Linked DNA regions of Mus musculus: region 1 is linked to region 2. A link is a contact called in public promoter capture Hi-C data. All regions are on one chromosome and are shown on one strand. Each heading gives the region's core, a stretch centred on a gene start, on an enhancer-like site or on the middle of the called end of the contact. The rest is flanking DNA. Distances are from core to core; before and after follow the strand shown.

The links. Promoter capture Hi-C pulls out the DNA fragments that hold promoters and counts their contacts.
Region 1: a contact with region 2 is called in a promoter capture Hi-C map of embryonic stem cells, with 5 times the contacts expected there. The contact joins the enhancer-like site here to the promoter of Shh in region 2. A contact is called at or near these places in 9 of 39 promoter capture datasets (the C10 cell line, the HPC-7 cell line, cranial neural crest and 6 more), 14 of 115 datasets of contacts at active chromatin or transcription factors (astrocytes, craniofacial prominence, embryonic basal ganglia and 8 more) and 4 of 9 other capture datasets (adipose tissue, embryonic stem cells, liver and 1 more).

Annotation. Positions count from the first base shown.
Region 1 is chr5:29,130,169-29,133,499 of GRCm38.p6, reverse strand. No RefSeq gene overlaps it. Among named protein-coding and RNA genes, the nearest start is that of Rnf32, 64 kb to the left of the region's middle. Within about 2 kb of position 1,524, at least 23 of the 459 cell types and tissues checked have an H3K27ac peak or open chromatin away from gene starts, as enhancers often do. A contact at or near this core is called in craniofacial prominence, embryonic stem cells and trophoblast stem cells, where this site is marked.
Region 2 is chr5:28,465,401-28,468,498 of GRCm38.p6, reverse strand. Shh (sonic hedgehog) reads left to right here and starts at 1,398. Exons shown (of 3, transcript NM_009170.3): 1 at 1,398-2,038. The coding sequence starts at 1,736. 9530036O11Rik (RIKEN cDNA 9530036O11Rik) reads right to left here and starts at 1,515. Exons shown (of 7, transcript NR_015562.2): 1 at 1,151-1,515.

The DNA of each region.
Region 1 (3,331 bases), core at 275-2,774, 660 kb before region 2:
TGGGATGGCTTCACATTTCGACATCCTTCTTGTGTTTTCTGGGTGGATTATATGATTCACAGAACTCATTTTTGCCGAAGCTGCTGACTCTCGAGGCATTTCCTTACCCTGTTTGATCAGAAGTTTCCATTCTGAAGTCTCCTCTTTTGTCATTTCATCTTCTCTCTTTTCACTTAACATGAATACATTCAGAAAACATTCTTTTCTAGGTTCTATTTGATTTCAGCCTTTCCCTTTATGGTTTGTTCCTTCTATTTACTTTGGCTTCACCTTGATTCACATCCATTGGCACCCCAAACACCTCACTCTATGTCTGCATCATAATACACTGGAAGACATCTTTATTATAAAACATCCCAGTAACGCACAGGAAGAGGTCAAGTTCATCTAAGCAGGAACTAGCTTGTGGCAGGAGGAGGTCTTACACATAACCGTCAGTGCAGACCATGCACTGTCTGTGTCAGTTTCTGTTTTTATCTTTCCCACTGTTTCTCCTTTGTCTCAACGTTGCTCTGGAATTTTCTTAGTTCTACGCCAAATTTCATTGTGTATGTGTACTCTCACACTGTTCCCTTGCAGAAATCATGAATTGCAGATGTGCTGGGAGGCAGGACTTTGGTTAGTTGTTGTATATAGATGTATTCATAGTGTATGGATTTTCCCACATATTGTTTTTTCTTAAGTGTATTATTGTATAATAAATAAACAATAAGCAGCCCTGAGAATACCTCTTAGTGTGTAGTTTGGTTCTGTCTTGTTTTTAATAGTCTCATTGCTACTGAACTGAACTTTGTAGAAGTTTACAAGGTTTTAGTTTCTGAGGGTGGAATAGACAAACTAATTTCTAGCTTTTTGAGGGAAATAGATATAAAGATAGATACATCATTTTCTACATGTTGGTAGATATGCTGAGAAAAAATAATAAGTGTTTACCTGTGGGGAGAGGAAGTGAGAGTGCCCTTTCCTCTCCTCTGATGTAATAAATCTCCCACCCCCAGGCCTGCTGTGCTGCTTAATGCAGTTTCCGGGTGTAACCAGTCGTAACCAGTCAGCACAGGGCTCTTTGTCTCCTTGCAAGGATGATGTGACCTTTAACTTTGTTCTGTCACTCAGCCAAACCTCTCTCACTTTTAACATCATGCTGTCACAATTGCATCGGAACCAATCAACAGTATTTTTTTTTTTTATCATACAGACACTTTACATGTTCACATTAGCTAGTACTTATGGTTTCTACTTTGATGTCAATCTTAGAGAGTCCTTTCTACTTATAGATTAAAGTAATAGCCAGATAATTATTTCTATTATCTTTTTGGTCTTATCTCCACCCCTTCAACTTTAATCAACTTCTAATTTATTTTAAGGTAAGATATGAGATAAGGATCAGGCATATAGTTTTTCCAGATGTCAATATAGTTTTCCTAAGTATTGTTCTCTTTCAGTATTGTCTTCTCTGTCTTCTCCTAACTCACTCCCTGCTCTGTTCCCTTCTCCCCCTCTCGCTCGCCCCTCCCACTCTCCCTCTCCCCTTCCACATTCCACTCTCTTCTTTAGTTATCCTGGGAATGCTAGACAACCCCACCCTCCTCTGCAGTGTCCCTGGCCCTTAGGCAATAATGATTGTACAAGGTTTTATACTCTGAGGACTTTAGATGTCATCTTTTTTTTTTGTAGAGGAAGTTCCTATAAATCAGGATCTAGTTTGGGTCTCTATATTTACACTCATACATAGAATTGCTTATCCTTTCATCTGGTCTGCTGAAAGTATTCTTCCTATGTTTTGTTTTTTGGTTGTACTAGTCTATATATTTCTTGTGTGTGTGTGTGTATAAGCCTTCAGGTGAACTGTAAATTTTTTTATTTTGAAATTTCTAAAATAATGTTAATATTTGGTTGGAAATTATGTAATTAATTTAGTGAAAACCAACTTTTTATAACATTAAAAATTTCTATGAAAGCTGGGAGGTAGTGCCACACACTTTAATCTCAGCACTCAGGAGACAGAGGCAGGCAGATCTCTGAGTTTGAGGCTAGACTGGTCTACGAGTGAGTTCTAAGATAGCCAGGGCTATACTGAAAAACCCTGTCTTGAAACAACAAAACAAAACAAAACAAAACAAAACAAAACAAAACAAAACAAAACAAAACAAAAGCAAAATTCCAGGAAAATATGTATTCTCTTATTTAAGTTTTTCTTTCTGACCTTGGGTGGCATATATTGCATAAAGGAATGTCTCATTATTGCAGGGGTGGAGGAGTGAGTGTCATTAGAGTTTAAGTTTGTGTGCATGTGTGCACAAACCTGCAGACATTGCTGGAGGCTTTTTGTGTGATCACTACAAAGTGAACCTGCTTTCCTTTTTAAGTTGATGTTTCAATTTTTACTCTTAAAGTGGCTACATTGGATACTGGGGCGTTAGTTTGTTACAGTAAGTAGTCCTTGCGTTCAACTGTGGAATTTGGGGAAAGTGGATAGACTTAAAGGAGCATCTAGTGCTTTCTGTGGGGCTTGATGACTGGAATGCTGAAGCAGTGCCAGTCGGGCAAAGTCCAAGTCCTGTCAGGGCAATTTCCCTGATGATCGAGAGTAAGAACCTCAGATGCCCTTGGAAGAGGCAAGAGTAACAGTGGTTCTGAAAGAGCAAAACCAAACCCTGCGCATCCTAGCCTCCAGCTGCCAAGCTTGCCCCCACAGGGCAGGCAACTGCAGGAGAAGGGAATAAGGAAGGCATGCGGAGTGGTTTGGTTCAATTGTTTTTTTGTTTTTCTTTTTTGAGAGGTGGGAAAGTTAGATCTGCCTCCCCACCCCGTCCGCCCCCCTCGCTCCTTTCCGCGTGCTCCTTTCTCTCACACACACAACTGGGTAAAGCCTTTCTGCATGATTCTGTCTGACCAAGTAGTGAATGAAGAAGTACCTTCCCTGGACACTCTCAATGCCTTCTACAGGCTAAGAAATACAGACGGCAGCAGTCTCTGGCCAGCGACAGACTCTGGCCTGTGCCATCCTGCACTCTAGATTGCTCTATGCCTCTGTTACCTCCATGTGGGAGATCTATGTGTTATGAACTGGGAATACAGGACTTTTCTATCTTATTCATCTTCACAATAGCTAGGATTGGGCTCAGTTAGTAAAGGGCAATTTGAGCCTGGGAACGAGATCTCTTAAAACTCTGGATTAATGTGCATTGACTAAATGTTGAAGACAACTGTGAAGAAATGGCACTGTGATCTGTAGACCTTACCTTACACACCATGAAGAAGCTGTTGGATGCCAGATACTGGAGCTCTGGTTGGAGTTGAGGGCACTGTCAGAAGGAGGAAGACTTTTCCT
Region 2 (3,098 bases), core at 149-2,648:
GAAAACCCCACTGCCAGCTGAGCTTCAGGTTTGCTGGGCTCTCCCTGCACTGGGACAGGATCAAGAGCCAGAGGCTGGTCTCATGGGATAACACTGGAGGACTCGGTCCCTAAGCAGGTATTCCATTCCACATAAATAGTTCGCCCATCCTAGAGGAATCTTGCCTGTGAGTAGGATGGGAGAAAAGCCAGAGCAGATTTCTATGATCTATAAAAACAAAGCGTTTCACATTCTATTTTTCTGGTTCAACTAAGACTTTTCTGGAAATTTTTCTTTTTCCTGAAAGAGTGTTGGACACCCCAAGAGTAGTGACCTCTAGACAGCATATCCTCTTCTAAGATGCCCCTTATGGCCAGAACACTGTCCTCTAGATCCCTAACACCTTCAGTCTGCAGGCCCTACACCTAGCCAGCTTCTTTCCTTGAAAATTAGCTTGCAAAGCTCCTGTGAAATACAACTGTGTTAAGGAGCCTGAATTCCACATCAACTTACCCCAGCCCTGCACTTTGCTAGGATAGATTGGAAGGGGTTCTTCACGCATGCAGCCTTGCCCACTTTCAGTTGCCCCAGGCAGATCACCTCTACCCACCAAGCACACACCAGCTGCCCTCCATGCTGGGGTGCAGCACATAGACCCACTGAACCTATGTACCCCACCACATTCTGCAGACACTCTTTACCTGCCCCTCAGCTGGGATGCATCCATCCACCTGCAGAGGCTTGAATGTGGTGCAGTCAGTGAGATACAATAAAGGACAGTATTTTAGGGCACTTAAAACAGCAACTCTTTAGGTTGTGGCCACCTGTGATTATCCTCTATCTAAAGATGCTAAATATTCAGGAGATGCTCAGGTGAGCTGTTTTCACAACCCCGTGACGTCTGTCCTGTACACTCACATCTGGGGATGGGGTGTAAATAAGGCAAACAGGAGGGAGGCAGCGTTGCCCTCAAACAATTGAGAGGCTGTTTTATGGTCAAAGCTTGTGGGGGGGGGGGGAGCATCTGGACTGTCCTTTAAAAACTTATGCTGGCTTTAACCAAAGCATCTTCCATTTAGAGAAAGTAAGGGGGAAGCAGCCCTGAGCACAAAGCAGGCAGTGCGGGGTATTTTTCCAATAAACAGGCCTCCTCCCTCCCACCCACCTTTACCTTAGTAAAGACTTTCTTTCTTTCTTTCTTTCTTTCTTTCTTTCTTTCTTTCTTTCTTTCTTTCTTTCTTTCTCTCTTTCTTTCTTTTTTAAACTGGAAGCCTTCAGGTGAAAATAAAGCCACAGCAGCCAGAGGGGGGAGAAATGTAGTCTTTCTCAGGGTTAACATCAGAAGACAAGCTTGTGCGGCTTGGCCAATCAGATGCGCCCCTGCCAGCTATAATATAGTGCGAAAGGCAGCCTGTCTCACAAGCTCTCCAGCCTTGCTACCATTTAAAATCAGGCTCTTTTTGTCTTTTAATTGCTGTCTCGAGACCCAACTCCGATGTGTTCCGTTACCAGCGACCGGCAGCCTGCCATCGCAGCCCCAGTCTGGGTGGGGATCGGAGACAAGTCCCCTGCAGCAGCGGCAGGCAAGGTTATATAGGAAGAGAAAGAGCCAGGCAGCGCCAGAGGGAACGAACGAGCCGAGCGAGGAAGGGAGAGCCGAGCGCAAGGAGGAGCGCACACGCACACACCCGCGCGTACCCGCTCGCGCACAGACAGCGCGGGGACAGCTCACAAGTCCTCAGGTTCCGCGGACGAGATGCTGCTGCTGCTGGCCAGATGTTTTCTGGTGATCCTTGCTTCCTCGCTGCTGGTGTGCCCCGGGCTGGCCTGTGGGCCCGGCAGGGGGTTTGGAAAGAGGCGGCACCCCAAAAAGCTGACCCCTTTAGCCTACAAGCAGTTTATTCCCAACGTAGCCGAGAAGACCCTAGGGGCCAGCGGCAGATATGAAGGGAAGATCACAAGAAACTCCGAACGATTTAAGGAACTCACCCCCAATTACAACCCCGACATCATATTTAAGGATGAGGAAAACACGGGAGCAGACCGGCTGATGACTCAGGTAGAGACCCATTGCGGGTGGGAAACAGACTCCTTCCCGGGAGGGGGGGGGGGTGCGTGTGACCAAGCAGTCAGCCCTGCTCTGTTTGCTCTTTGGGCAGGTAGGAAGGCGGCTTGCTCTCTCCTTCCCCACCCACCTGCCCACCTAGCACTCCTCTTCCGGGAGGAAAAAGGAGGTGAAGGGTCCAGCAGGAAGTTTAGGGTTTGCTGGAATGGGGCACCAGAAGATGGGGTTCTCTATCTTATTAGTCTCATTTTATTAGTCTCATTTAATTAGTCTCCCGGGACGACCTCCTCTAACTACCTGTATTCTAGCTTGAAACTTAGAAAGACCTTTACTCTGAGGGAGTCTGCCCTTTCCAAGTGGAGGCAGAAAATGGAGGGAGAGGGGATGCCCCTATACACTTCAAAGGGCCTCCAGGTCACTGCAAACATAGCCTGGAGCATTTCGTCCCCTAGCTCCTACCTTTTCCTTTTCTGTGTTTTTCTCCCAAGACCACCCCACCCTTTACCCCACCACCACCAAAGAACTGTAACTGAGAAAGCCTGGGGGCAGTTCTGACAAAAGGCAGGAGCTCCAGAGGCGCCCGTCTTGTCCCCACTGTATCGCGTAGCCTGACTGCGATCCCATCGTCCTCAATTGTGCCGGTCAGAGAATGTATTGATATTTCTTTAAGGATGCTCCTCATTTCTCCAGAGCCCGCGGTACCTTAGGGGAGGGACTTGGAACTTGCTGGCTTTGCAATCGCTTTAATTTTTAACCTGCTTGCATAAGAATTAAAAGCGAATAAATATTCGGCGACGAGGGTGGATGGACAGACGGCAAAGCAAAGCACGAGCCTCTCTTCCCATCCCACCTCCTTTGAGATTTCCAGGCTGCCAATCTCCCAGCCAAATCGAGACTTTCTGAAACTCCATGCACGTATGACTGGAGCTGGAAATGGGTTTCCTTGCAAATATAGGTCAGCATCCTTTTTACTGCCCTATTAAAATATTCAAGTCCTACCTTTAGGGCTAGGTGCGCCGAGCGGCTGGCGGAGCGGCGCTGGCGGGGCGCAAGT